Linked DNA regions of Zea mays: all the other regions are linked to region 3. The links are chromatin contacts, called in public Hi-C maps. All regions are on one chromosome and are shown on one strand. Each heading gives the region's core, a stretch centred on a gene start, on an enhancer-like site or on the middle of the called end of the contact. The rest is flanking DNA. Distances are from core to core; before and after follow the strand shown.

What was found. Hi-C and Micro-C count contacts between places; a contact is called where the count stands out from the background.
Region 1: a contact with region 3 is called in a Hi-C map of ear, with 8 times the contacts expected there. The contact joins the promoter of LOC542212 here to the promoter of LOC103655810 in region 3. A contact is called at or near these places in 3 of 25 Hi-C or Micro-C datasets (ear, leaf and tassel).
Region 2: a contact with region 3 is called in a Hi-C map of leaf, with 6 times the contacts expected there. The contact joins the promoter of LOC542147 here to the promoter of LOC103655810 in region 3. A contact is called at or near these places in 3 of 25 Hi-C or Micro-C datasets (ear, leaf and tassel).

What each region holds. Positions count from the first base shown.
Region 1 is chr4:196,176,660-196,180,429 of Zm-B73-REFERENCE-NAM-5.0, reverse strand. LOC542212 (ribulose bisphosphate carboxylase small subunit 1) reads left to right here and starts at 2,329. Exons shown (of 2, transcript NM_001111824.1): 1 at 2,329-2,536; 2 at 2,701-3,318. The coding sequence starts at 2,390. The coding sequence ends at 3,066.
Region 2 is chr4:196,232,294-196,236,710 of Zm-B73-REFERENCE-NAM-5.0, reverse strand. It overlaps LOC542147 (narrow sheath 2), which reads right to left and starts at 3,137. Exons shown (of 2, transcript NM_001111772.1): 1 at 2,378-3,137; 2 at 1,690-2,252. The coding sequence starts at 2,794. The coding sequence ends at 1,872.
Region 3 is chr4:195,989,119-195,992,981 of Zm-B73-REFERENCE-NAM-5.0, reverse strand. LOC103655810 (lysosomal Pro-X carboxypeptidase) reads left to right here and starts at 2,211. Exons shown (of 7, transcript XM_020552289.1): 1 at 2,211-2,948; 2 at 3,016-3,128; 3 at 3,247-3,403; 4 at 3,458-3,736. The coding sequence starts at 2,211.

The DNA.
Region 1 (3,770 bases), core at 1,080-3,579, 190 kb before region 3:
TAGGTGTTGCTGCCAAAAATTAGTCTTTATTTTTGGATAATTTTTTTGGCGGCAAGATGCCGCCAAAAATAAGCTATTTTCGGTGGTATATGGCTTATTTTTGGCGGCTTTTGACCGCCAAAAATGATTTTGTCTCCTGTAGTGGGTGTGCTTCTGTTGTTACTGCAGCGCGCATGGCATCGTGGGTCCAACGATAATCTAGGGCCAACTTGTCGACGTCGACCTCCTCGGAATCATCGTCCTTTTAGAGCATGTAGAAATAGGTCGCGTAGAGGTCGTACGACTCCACAACGCCCATGAAGGTACCGAACCCTGGGAACGTCTTCCACAGTACCTGCCCCAGCAGCGCCTCCATCCCTATCTCGTGCGGAACCCCTACGGTTTGCGGAGCGAGGGGAGGCCAGTGTGGTGGTAGATCGGGCGCGAGGGCCTATGTCGCAGCGAGATCGATGACAACTTGTGGGAGGGGATTGTGAGGGGCCTACCGATTTCGCACCGTCCGCCCCACCAGCGCCTTCATATCCCTATCTCGTGCGTGGAACCCCTAGGGTTTGGGGAGCGTGGGTAGGCCAACACGGAGGTATATCGGGCACGAGGATCTGTGTCGCGACGAGGTCGGAGGCAACATCGCCAGGCAAGATCTCGGGGCGAACACGGAGACTGTACAGACCTGGGGCCACCAACGCATTGAATTGGAAAGTGACACAAGAATGCGGTTTTGCCTTGTATGTGTTGTAGTTGTTAGACCGTGGGTTAGATTATAAAATGCATAAGGATTTTTTAAATGGACGACGGTGGAAACGAGAAAAACTGATGCTTAAGGGTCTGTATGGAAGCTCCCAGTTTTAAGAAATTGGTTTATCAAGATGAGGTGGTTTCAAACATATCAGTTTATGTGCTTGTTTATGGAAACTGGATTCTCGGTTTCTTAAAACCAAGAAGCTAGCCTCCCCTAGCTAAAACTAATTTATAGAAATTGAGATGGTTACAAACACGATTAACCAGTTGTTTTTATAAACCAATTTCTGGAAATTAGAGATAGAATCTGGCTTCTTAAAAACTAGGTTGCTTAAGGACAGGACCTTATATCAGTAGAGAAATGGTAGAATGTGTAGTCTAGAAAAATTTATGCATATTTCTATGGTTGTTGAATTATTTTCTATAATAGATTATATTGGTAAGACAAAAATATGTGGAATATTTAGTTAATTGAGCACGTAGGTACATAAGTAAGACACAAATTTAGCGTATTTACATTGCTTAGATACGCGTAATCTAAAAGACATATTTTTTTGATTATGAAAACAAAAAGTTCCCCACCTTTTGTAATTTCTTGCATACGGTTTCGCAAAACGAAAAAAATAACAAACATCGACCATAAACATTCTTTGAAAAAGAACATATATCCATGAATCGAGCTCCCTTTAATCTGGCGCTAGATCTGCATCCGCGGCTTGCAAAGATAAATGGCACATTTAGTGTGTTATTTTGCAATACCTTTCATAGTAGATATCCTTAAATGCAGTTTTAGGCATGTTTGGGTAATTAAATAACATTTTTAGGAGGAGTTTTAGATTTACCTTTCTTTCGTGATGACTGATGACAGACGTGGGGAATTCAAATGCAACTCTAGCGAAAGTTCATATATTTTTCATAAATAGCTGAGGCTGGGGTAATTATTTTTTTTGTAGAAAAATAGAATAGGTGGAATGGTTGGGGAAGGCGTAGGCGCTCGTGGACGACGCCCGATAAAAGACAAGAGGCGGAATTGCCATGAATTCGAGGTAGCTAAGTAAGGCGCATATATATGCCAAAAAATTCTACTGTCACTTTCCAATTTCAATGCGCTGCCAAACAAGCCATCCTGGAAACTGACTTGAATTCAGCCCAATTCTGTAGATCCAAACAGGGCCGGCGTCAGTGCCTCAGGTGAGAGAGCAGCAGACGATGCAAAGAGCCAAAACTGCAAGCAGACGCAGCCGAAGCCGAAGCCGAAGCCCAAGCCCAAAACTGTTTTGTCTTTGCCCAGAACCGCGACGAGCCTAAACTGCGCTTCCTCCTATCTACAAGTCCCTGGCACATCACGCATAGTCCAACCATGGCGCGCAGGCGATAAGGCGCGCCACGGGGACGCGACATGTGGTGGCGGACGCGATCAGGATAGGGCCAGGCTGGCCGGGCGCGGCCACGGGAGAACGGTGGCCACTCGTCCCACATCCGCTTCGTCCTGTCCTGTACTGCGTCCTGCCCCCAACGAGAGCCGGAGCCGGCCATCCCGTCGCACACTCTCCCCCTCTATATATGCCGTCGGTGTGGGGGAGCCTACTACAGGACGACCCAAGCAAGCAAGCAAGCAGCGAGTACATACATACTAGGCAGCCAGGCAGCCATGGCGCCCACCGTGATGATGGCCTCGTCGGCCACCGCCGTCGCTCCGTTCCAGGGGCTCAAGTCCACCGCCAGCCTCCCCGTCGCCCGCCGCTCCTCCAGAAGCCTCGGCAACGTCAGCAACGGCGGAAGGATCCGGTGCATGCAGGTAACAAATGCATCCTAGCTAGTAGTTCTTTGCATTGCAGCAGCTGCAGCTAGCGAGTTAGTAATAGGAAGGGAACTGATGATCCATGCATGGACTGATGTGTGTTGCCCATCCCATCCCATTTCCCAACCCCAAACGAACCAAAACACACGTACTACGTGCAGGTGTGGCCGGCCTACGGCAACAAGAAGTTCGAGACGCTGTCGTACCTGCCGCCGCTGTCGACGGACGACCTGCTGAAGCAGGTGGACTACCTGCTGCGCAACGGCTGGATACCCTGCCTCGAGTTCAGCAAGGTCGGCTTCGTGTACCGCGAGAACTCCACCTCCCCGTGCTACTACGACGGCCGCTACTGGACCATGTGGAAGCTGCCCATGTTCGGCTGCAACGACGCCACCCAGGTGTACAAGGAGCTGCAGGAGGCCATCAAATCCTACCCGGACGCCTTCCACCGCGTCATCGGCTTCGACAACATCAAGCAGACGCAGTGCGTCAGCTTCATCGCCTACAAGCCCCCGGGCAGCGACTAGACCGCGCCCGCCGGCCGCCCCCCGCCGGCTAGCTAGCTAGCTAGCTCCTGCGTGAGCTAGTAGCTAGTGCCATGCGTCGTCTCTGTCGTTCGGTTTTGCTTCGGGTCACCGTGTACCCTTTGCTTGCTTGGTTTCTTCTTTCCTTTTTTCCTTTTTTTTTCTTCTTTTCCCCGGCCATGGTTCCTTTGCTTTCCAGCAGTTCTCTGCTGGATGTGATGTATCCATTGTTGCAATCATGGCCTTGCATTGGCTACCTCTATACCTGCTACAAAACTACTGCAACGCCTATATATACTTGGGGTGAGGAACATGTGAATGCAAGCTCCGGCTATCATATACATGTAATATGGATACAAACTATATATATAAATCCGCCGAGGCGCCGACAATACTATACGACACCGTGTTAAGTTAATATATAACTGGTGCTTTTTATTTATATATCTGTCTCATCATATATATGCTAATTAATGGATGTGTGTCCTCTTCACTTCAATTCCTTCTTTCCTTTCCTATGTCTTTTTTGAGATCTTAAGTGAACGAATTCGAGATGTACCAACAAGCGTGATGCTATTATTAAACTGCATATATATGTATATACCTATCTTGTGGAATGGAAAACGAAATAAGCCAACAGATGCAGTTTTATGTTTACATCACACATAAAGTAGTGCTAGAACACTAGCAAAATGAAACCAGAGAAA
Region 2 (4,417 bases), core at 1,888-4,387, 240 kb before region 3:
CAGTTGAGGAGGTTACTCAGTTTAAAAAGGAAATGCAGAGAATTTTTCGGATGACCGACCTGGGAACTCTTTCCTATTATCTGGGAATTGAGGTACGACAATCATCTCAGGGGATGGAGCTACGGCAGGAAAGATATGCACTGAAACTGCTCGAGAAGACTGGCATGTTAAGCTGCAATGGCAGTGATACACCCATGGAACCCAGGCTAGAACTGTCCAAACGGAGTACAGCTCCTGCAGTTGATCCAACTCAGTACCGAAGCATAATTGGTGGACTTCGTTATCTGTTACACACAAGGCCTGATCTTACATTCAGTGTAGGTTTTTTGAGCCGATTCATGGAGTGCCCAAAAACTGATCACCAAGCTGCACTGAAACGTATCCTACGCTATGTTACAGCGACAGCAAATTATGGATTACAGTACAAGCGGGGAGAAGGGAATCTGAAATTAGTTGGGTACTCGGACAGTGACTTGGCTGGGGACATCGACGATCGTCGCAGCACCACTGGAGCTATTTTCTTCCTTGGAAGGAGCCCAGTCTCATGGCTGTCACAAAAACAGAAGGATGTGGCTAAATCATCATGTGAGACGGAGTACATGGCGAGTGCCGCAGCAGCTGCTCAAGCGATATGGCTACGGAGACTGTTGGAAGAGGTGCTGGATTTTCCTGCTCAGCCAACAACAATTCTGATGGACAACACGGCGGCAATTGCTCTTGCAAAGAATCCAGTCCATCATGAACGTAGTAAGCATATTGACGTTAAGTTCCACTTCACCAGGGAGTGTGTGGAGCGTGGCGACATCAAGCTGGAGCAGATTGGGACTGCAGATCAACTGGCAGATACACTCACCAAGGCGCTTGGGAAGAAGCTGTTCCAGAAGATCTGCAGAAAGATTGGAGTCATGTAAGTTGTTGATATCAGGGGAGCCGAAGTAGGGGGAGATTGTTAGATACTTCAGCTCCTGATCATAGTTTTTGGCGGTAGTTTTTAGAGTTTAAATTCTAGAAATAAACGGACGCGAGCCAGGGCTTGTCCTGAGCCACGTCCGAGCGTGATCACCACGCACGATGTGTGAACGTGACGCGGTGGAGCGCGTGTTCGGCGCCCAGACCTCCACTCAAACTTGTTGCGCTCATTTCCTGCGAGTTATGGCGCAAGAAGTGGACATGGTTGGAGGCTTGACGTCCTACGATGCATAGCGACTACAATAAAAGAAAAACACAAAAAGGAGGTAGGCCGCTCGATTTGGTCTGTCCAAAAGAAACTGTGTGTTCATGTGTTCTGTGAGAGCAGTTCATCTTCCACGGTGCCGTGGTGCTGAGAGCAGCGAGGCCGAGTCTTCACCTCTGACAGTTTCTACTAACAAATAAGGAGTTTTTGAATTTACTACACTTGTGATTATAGAGCTCGCATACCTGAGGTCATGATTTTTTTTCACTATTTTTGGTTTGCGATTCCTAGGTTTTTGTTTGTTGCAACATATCAAATATGACAATCTAGGTAATTGGCCACAGGTTCTTTTTATTGGGCTCACTTTCTAGTATATATTTTAAATGTTCCGTGCTCCTAGACTGATTTTCACGCTTTCATTGTTTTTCATGACATGTACCCTACTGGTTTCAGCTGTTTTTTTTTTTGTCCAAGAAATATCCTGCGTGATAAAACAAGTCACCAAGATAGATATATAGATAAATTGAGATAAAGTACTGAAACTTAAACGTAGTTATAACAACACACAATACAACGCAACGCAACGATATAATGACACACTTGAGACGATGACCGAATCTACTAGCTAGCAAATCAAAGAAATACCAGAAGCCAACAATGTAGAAACTAAAGCGATTTAATAATGACGATGCTTAAATTAGTTAGTGGATGTGGAGCAAGAGGACGACTTGGAGCTGCTGCACTCGTCCTTGAGTCCAGTGCTCTTAGTGGGGAAGAGGTCCAATGTCTTGAGAGGGCGGCGGCAGCATGCCGGCAGCTGCAGATGAGCTGCGCCACCCTCGTCAGAGCTGCCTGATGCCGCACCGCAGCTGGCGTTGCAGTGATCCATCGCCTCTGTGGCGTCCCACACCTCCAGCTGATTGCTGCTGCAGCTGTTGTATAACCCAGCTCCACCGCCATAGGCACCGCCTGCACCAGTAGCCCTATTTCCTGCTCCTGCTCCTGCAAGGTCCACCATGCCGGCAGCGGCTGGGTTGAGCACTGGCGTAACAGTCGCCGCCTGCTGCCCCAAGTAGCCCTAATAATAATCAAGTGATGAACATGCACATTTATATATAGATACATCAAGAATGCATGCACTAACAAGGTACAAAATTAACTGAAATTGGTACTAATATGATTCTGTATTTAGTGATTCTATACCAGATGGGGCATGCTGAAGCTGGTTGCGTACGGGTGGTGGTGATGGTGCAGCTGCATCACCGCCGGATGCACACAGGGGGCGCTGCTGCCGCCTGCTGCCGGAGGTGCAAGAAGGGTGGCGCTGCTGTTAGGGCTCGAAGCCGGCGCTGCTGCGGTGGCCTGCTGCTGCTGCTGCGCGTACTGCTGCTGGTGCCGGGCGCAGAGGCGCCGGCGGAGCCGCTGGCGCTCACGGGCCTTGTGGTTTTGGAACCAGTAGAAGACGTTCTTGCCCTCGATGCGGCCGTAGTAGGCCAGGTGCGCCGTGATCTGCTGGATCTCCGCCGCGTTGGGCGTCCTAACGCCGCTCCGGTACATCTCCTCCAGGATCATCAGCTGCTCCGGCGTCGGGCACCAGCGGGTCGAAGGTGTCTGCGGCATGGAGGATGCTAATGCTAATGCTAGATCGGATCGATCGACTGACGATGGATTCAACACGCCTAGCTAGCTCAATCCTAGGTAGGAAGCTTAGCTGTGTGTGCGCTGACTGCAGAACGACAGCTAGCTATATGTGTGTGTCGTATATGCGTTCTAAGAAGTTGTTTCTACCTGCAAATCATATATGCATCGATCAATCAGCAGTCTATCATGAGCTAACAGGCAACCTGCCAACCTCTCACACACATAAACACAGCTCGATCGATCAGCAGCCAAATGCCGTGGGTTCCTAGTCTCTGTCTCTGGGATTTGCTAGGGTGAGGACGATTAGACTGGGATGGAAGCTGGGTAGATAGAAGTAGATCCTCCCGTTATATAGAGGTAGCTGCTAGCTGCTAGGGCCAGGCATGCATGCGCAGCTGCCGATCCAATGGTCGATCGTCTGTGAAAGCGACAATGCATATATGCATATGCAGTAATGAACGAGAGATGAATGAAGTTGGGCCGACCAGAAAAAAAAAAGGTAGGCAGCGTGTGAGAGACAAATTGGTGTACATCAAAACGGCCAGAGCTTGCAGTGATCCTCTTTGACCAACGCGGCACCAGTGCTAGCTACAGTCTTACTACTGTCCATGGGAAATAAATTGGCGATGGTCACGCAGAGTTATATATTACATGCTCTGCCACAAGTAAAAGCTGGCTAGCTATAGCTCCTACTAGCACTATATGTGAAAAAAAGTTAACTCAATTTTTTTGAACTAACAGCAGCAGGTTAATATAAATTTGTAAGGAGAAAAGAAGAGTTACACTATCACAACTATCATCATCAATTTGTACATTATTTCGATCAGCCTGAGCAATACATATCTGTGTATAGAGGATGATAGCGGCAGTGCTGCTGTAAGATAATCCCTAATAACAAGCACGGACACCTTTTCTTCCTCATCATCACTATCATATGAAGATGACATTACTGGATAAACGACCATCTCACTACCGGAATCCGAGGCTTTGCCGAGTGTTGGCTTCTTTGCCGAGTGCCTTTTGTCGGGCACTCGGCAAAGAAAGCTTTGCCGAGTGCCGCACTCGGTAATGTTAGGCACTCGGCAAAGACAACTTTGCCGAGCGCTGAACACTCGGCACAGAACGGCACTCGGCAAAGACAACTTTGCCGAGTGTCAAACACTCGGCAAAGTGGGCTCTTGGCAAACGGCCGTCAGCGGCCGTCCCAAAGCTGACGGCCGTTAGTCTTTGCCGAGTGTCATCCGTTGGCTCTCGGCAAAGAGATTCTCTACCGAGTGCCACATAGTAGGCACTCGGCAAAGCATACTTTGCCGAGTGTCATTCCTGGACACTCGGCAAAGTATATTTTTATTTTTTTTATTTTGTCTCTCGAAATTTTTGTGGTATGTTTCTACACTATGTAGACCTACATGTATCATTTGTGGACAATTTTAACAGAGTTTTCAATCGTTAGTAGATTTAGTTCGTTTATTTGAATTTCTTCGGAAAATTTAGATTTGAACTGTAGGTCACTCGAAACTTGGAAAACCGTGCATGCAAAAATAATATTCATGTTACTTAGCATTAGTTACGACCGATTTCAGGAGCGGACCGGAAACTTCG
Region 3 (3,863 bases), core at 962-3,461:
CTTCCCGTGCTGTTCTGTGCTGAAAATGAGTCCGTTTCACGCACTTGTTCTTTGGTTGTTGTATCTCCAGAAATGTTTCGAGCTTGATCTCAAACATTTTGGGTTAGAGTTGGAGTACTTGCTCCTCGTTTCCTACCGTGGAACTCACGAGCGGGCCAGAAAGCTGGACATCTGATGCATGGTGGGACATTCTGCCTGGCTACAGCCAGGGCCGTGTCAGACTTTCAGCCCAACCCACGGAAGGAAAACGAGTAGTAGTCCAATACGAGTCGATGATGAGGATGATTAGACCGAGAGGAACTACACGAAGTAAAATAAAAGGCTCGCAGATATCCATAACTTTAAAGAACATACATGTAAATGATTGTACTACACAAAGAAACATTTTTTCGAGATTTTTCAGCTCTCTCTATCTGCACAGGCTTACGAGCAGTATCTTGAGCTAAATGAGGCATAGGGGCAAATCACTGTGACCAATGCAAAGAACATTTGGAAATTTATTTGGGGTTCAGAGATTTTCTCTACAAAGAAGACTTACAGGCATCTTATGGGACATATTCAAGTTCACCACATTTTCAAATCGCTTTGGAAAAATAAATGTCAACCAAAGCATAAAGTTTTTTATTGGTTGTGGCTGAAAAACAGACTGAACATAAGGAATATGCTGAGGAGGAAAAACATGACACTTGAGTCATACACGTGCGAAAACTGTATCTGGCAAAAAGAGGAAACACTATACCATCTCTTCCTCATATGCAACTTTGCTAAGGCCTGCTGGAATTCAATTGGTTTGACGCTATTGGGGACTTGTTCTCAAATACTATGAATCAATAACAAGGCAACACAAAATGTTAAATATCAACGCCCTTCGTCCTTCGAAACATTATTTCCCTTAGGATATAATGATCTTCAGACGAAAGTCATGAAGGACATACCTTCGAACATCGAAAGTATGAAGGTAATAGAAGGAAGTGTGTAAAATACAAAAAGATAACATAAACAGTCATATAGCATTATCAACTCATCTTCATTATATTATCATGAGAAAATAAAAACAATATTAAATTACACTTTGTACCTTCGGCTTGAAAGACAACAAAGGTACGAACGTGATGCAAAAGCAAATGTCAAGTCAGCGTGAACAGTACGGGAGCACTGTTCATCTATTTATAGGCACGGGACGCAGCCCATGTAAAATTACACCCATGCCCTTTACATGTACTAATGACTCTAGTGATCCATCGAGGTCTAAATAGCCTTTTCCCTTTTAAGTCGGTTTCCTTTTCTGCTGTCATGCCGAAGCTCCCTTGCGCGTAGCTTCGGCGCTGCATCAACCTTCGTGTTCTTTGTGCTTCTTCCACTGTGGTTCTGATTCGAATTCGAAGATACCTGTTCATATATTACAACTCCAGAAACATTGTTAAATCATGTTTTTGAGAACCTTCGGAAGACGAATGCCCCCAACAGACGCCTCCTAGAATTGCTAATCCCGAGGAGGCTTCGGCAAATCTCAAACAACAACTCAATGTTCCCTTCTCTATGGAGATAGTTATCCTCATGACTTGGAGCATTTGGATGTGACGAAATGCATGGTTATTTCAGAACAAAGATCCAACGGTACAGCAATGTAAACATGAATTAATAAAAGAATTACTCCTGGTCATCCATAGAGCTCGGGTAAGATTCGATTCCTCCATTCCTGACTGGCTTCAGCAATGGCAGTCATAACTAACCATTCCCTTGTGTAATATGACTATCTGTATGCTCTAAACTGTAATTTTCTAGTTTTAATAAATTTTTCAGTAGGGTTCCCCCCCTCCTGTTCTCTAAAAAAAAGAAACATTTTTTTAAGAAAACAAAATAAAATATACACCATGTATATGAATGTATCTAATAAATGACATGTGTATACATATATACCGCATGATTATAAATTATTTTGTTTATAAAATAATTACAACTCTATAATTATCCGTTGCATGTGTACTACCATATCCGTTTACTAGATCCGCCCCTGCCCACATCATCGGCAGTTAGTTTAGTTAGTTCCAACTTTTAAGCACGTCGGTTGCTATATACTAGTACGTACTGTATTTTCGATCTTCTCTTAACAGAAAGATCAGTCCATTCTCTAGCTCGTAATAGGATATCAGATCGATAGTAGCCTCTCTCATTCACCAGGAGTCACTCTCGATTAATCTGCAACGTCGATGGTCATGGAGAGAGTCGTCATCGCTGCCGTCTTCCTTCTCCTCTTCTCATGCCAACCATCTGAAGCGGGCCGGGTCGTCGTCCGGCGGCCGCCGCCGACGCTGGCGAGGCGGCAGCGGCACTACACCTCACCGCGCGCGGGCGGCGACGGTGGTGGAGGCGTGTCCGTGCCGCCGGCGGTGCAGTACGAGACGCGGTGGTACACGCAGCGGCTGGACCACTTCAACTCCGCGCCGGCGAGCTACGCGACGTTCCAGCAGCGGTACCTGGTCAACGACACCTTCTGGGGCGGCCCGACCGCGCCCATCTTCCTGTACGCCGGCAACGAGGGCGACGTGGACCTCTTCACCAACAACACGGGGTTCATGTGGGAGTCGGCGCCCCGGTTCCGCGCCTTGCTCGTCTTCGTGGAGCACCGCTACTACGGCGAGTCCATGCCGTTCGGGGGCACCAGGGCGGCCGCGTTCCGGGACGCCCGCACCAAGGGCTACCTCACCGTCACGCAGGCGCTCGCCGACTACGCGTCGTTCGTGCTCAGCCTCAAGGCCAACCTCAGCGCGCCGGCGGCCCCCGTCGTCGTCTTCGGCGGCTCCTACGGCGGCATGCTGGCCGCGTGGATGCGCCTCAAGTACCCGCACATCGTCATGGGCGCCGTCGCGTCGTCCGCGCCCATCCTCAGCTTCTACGGCATCGTCGACCCCTACGCCTTCTACGACCGCATCACCGACGACTTCAAGGTATATATGAAATTATCTGCATGCATGCATGGTTTGGGTTCGATTCTTTTTTCTTGGTTGCCACCAGAGCGAGAGCAAGCACTGCTACGACGTGCTCCGGAAGTCGTGGGACGTCCTCGACGATGCGCTCGCCACCAAAGAAGGCCAGGCACAGCTGAGACGTACATTCACCATGTGCAAGTGAGTTCTTCCACTACTGGATCCCGGATTCCCGGTCAAGTCGATGGCATTATTATTATTATTATATATATATATATATATATACGCTGATACGCACATGCATGCATGCGCCATGCAGTGGAAGTAGCGTGCAGGACATCCCGTCTCTGCTGGAGAGCGCGGTGGTGTACGCGGCCATGACGGACTACCCGACGCCGTCGGGGTTCCTGACGCCGCTGCCGGCGTACCCAGTCCGCGCCATGTGCCGCGCCATAGACGCCAGCCGGGCGGAGTCGGCGGAGGCGAGCTCCGGCGCCGCCAACGACGGCAACAGCAACAGCACCGCCCAGCTGACGCTGTCCCAGGTCCGGGACGCCATGGACGTGTACTACAACCACACGGGCGCGGCGGCGTGCTTCCGCGCCGAGGAGGACGACGACCCCCACGGCATGTACGACGGGTGGAACTGGCAGGCGTGCACGGAGGTGATGGTGATGGCGTACGGCATCCGCGACGGCGGCGTGCTGCAGCCGTCGCCCTTCAACTTCACCGACGTCGTCGACAGCTGCCGCAACTACACCGGGCTGCCGCCGCGCCCGTTCTGGATCGAGACCGAGTTCGGCGGATTCGTAAGTGGCGTCTGCTGGGGCTGAGCTGGGCTGGGCTGGGCTCAATTGCTTGCCGTTCGACGATGCTTTGGGCTGGTTTCGGGCTTCGTTGGCGTTTCTTTTCTGTTTTGTCTGTCAATATGTGTAT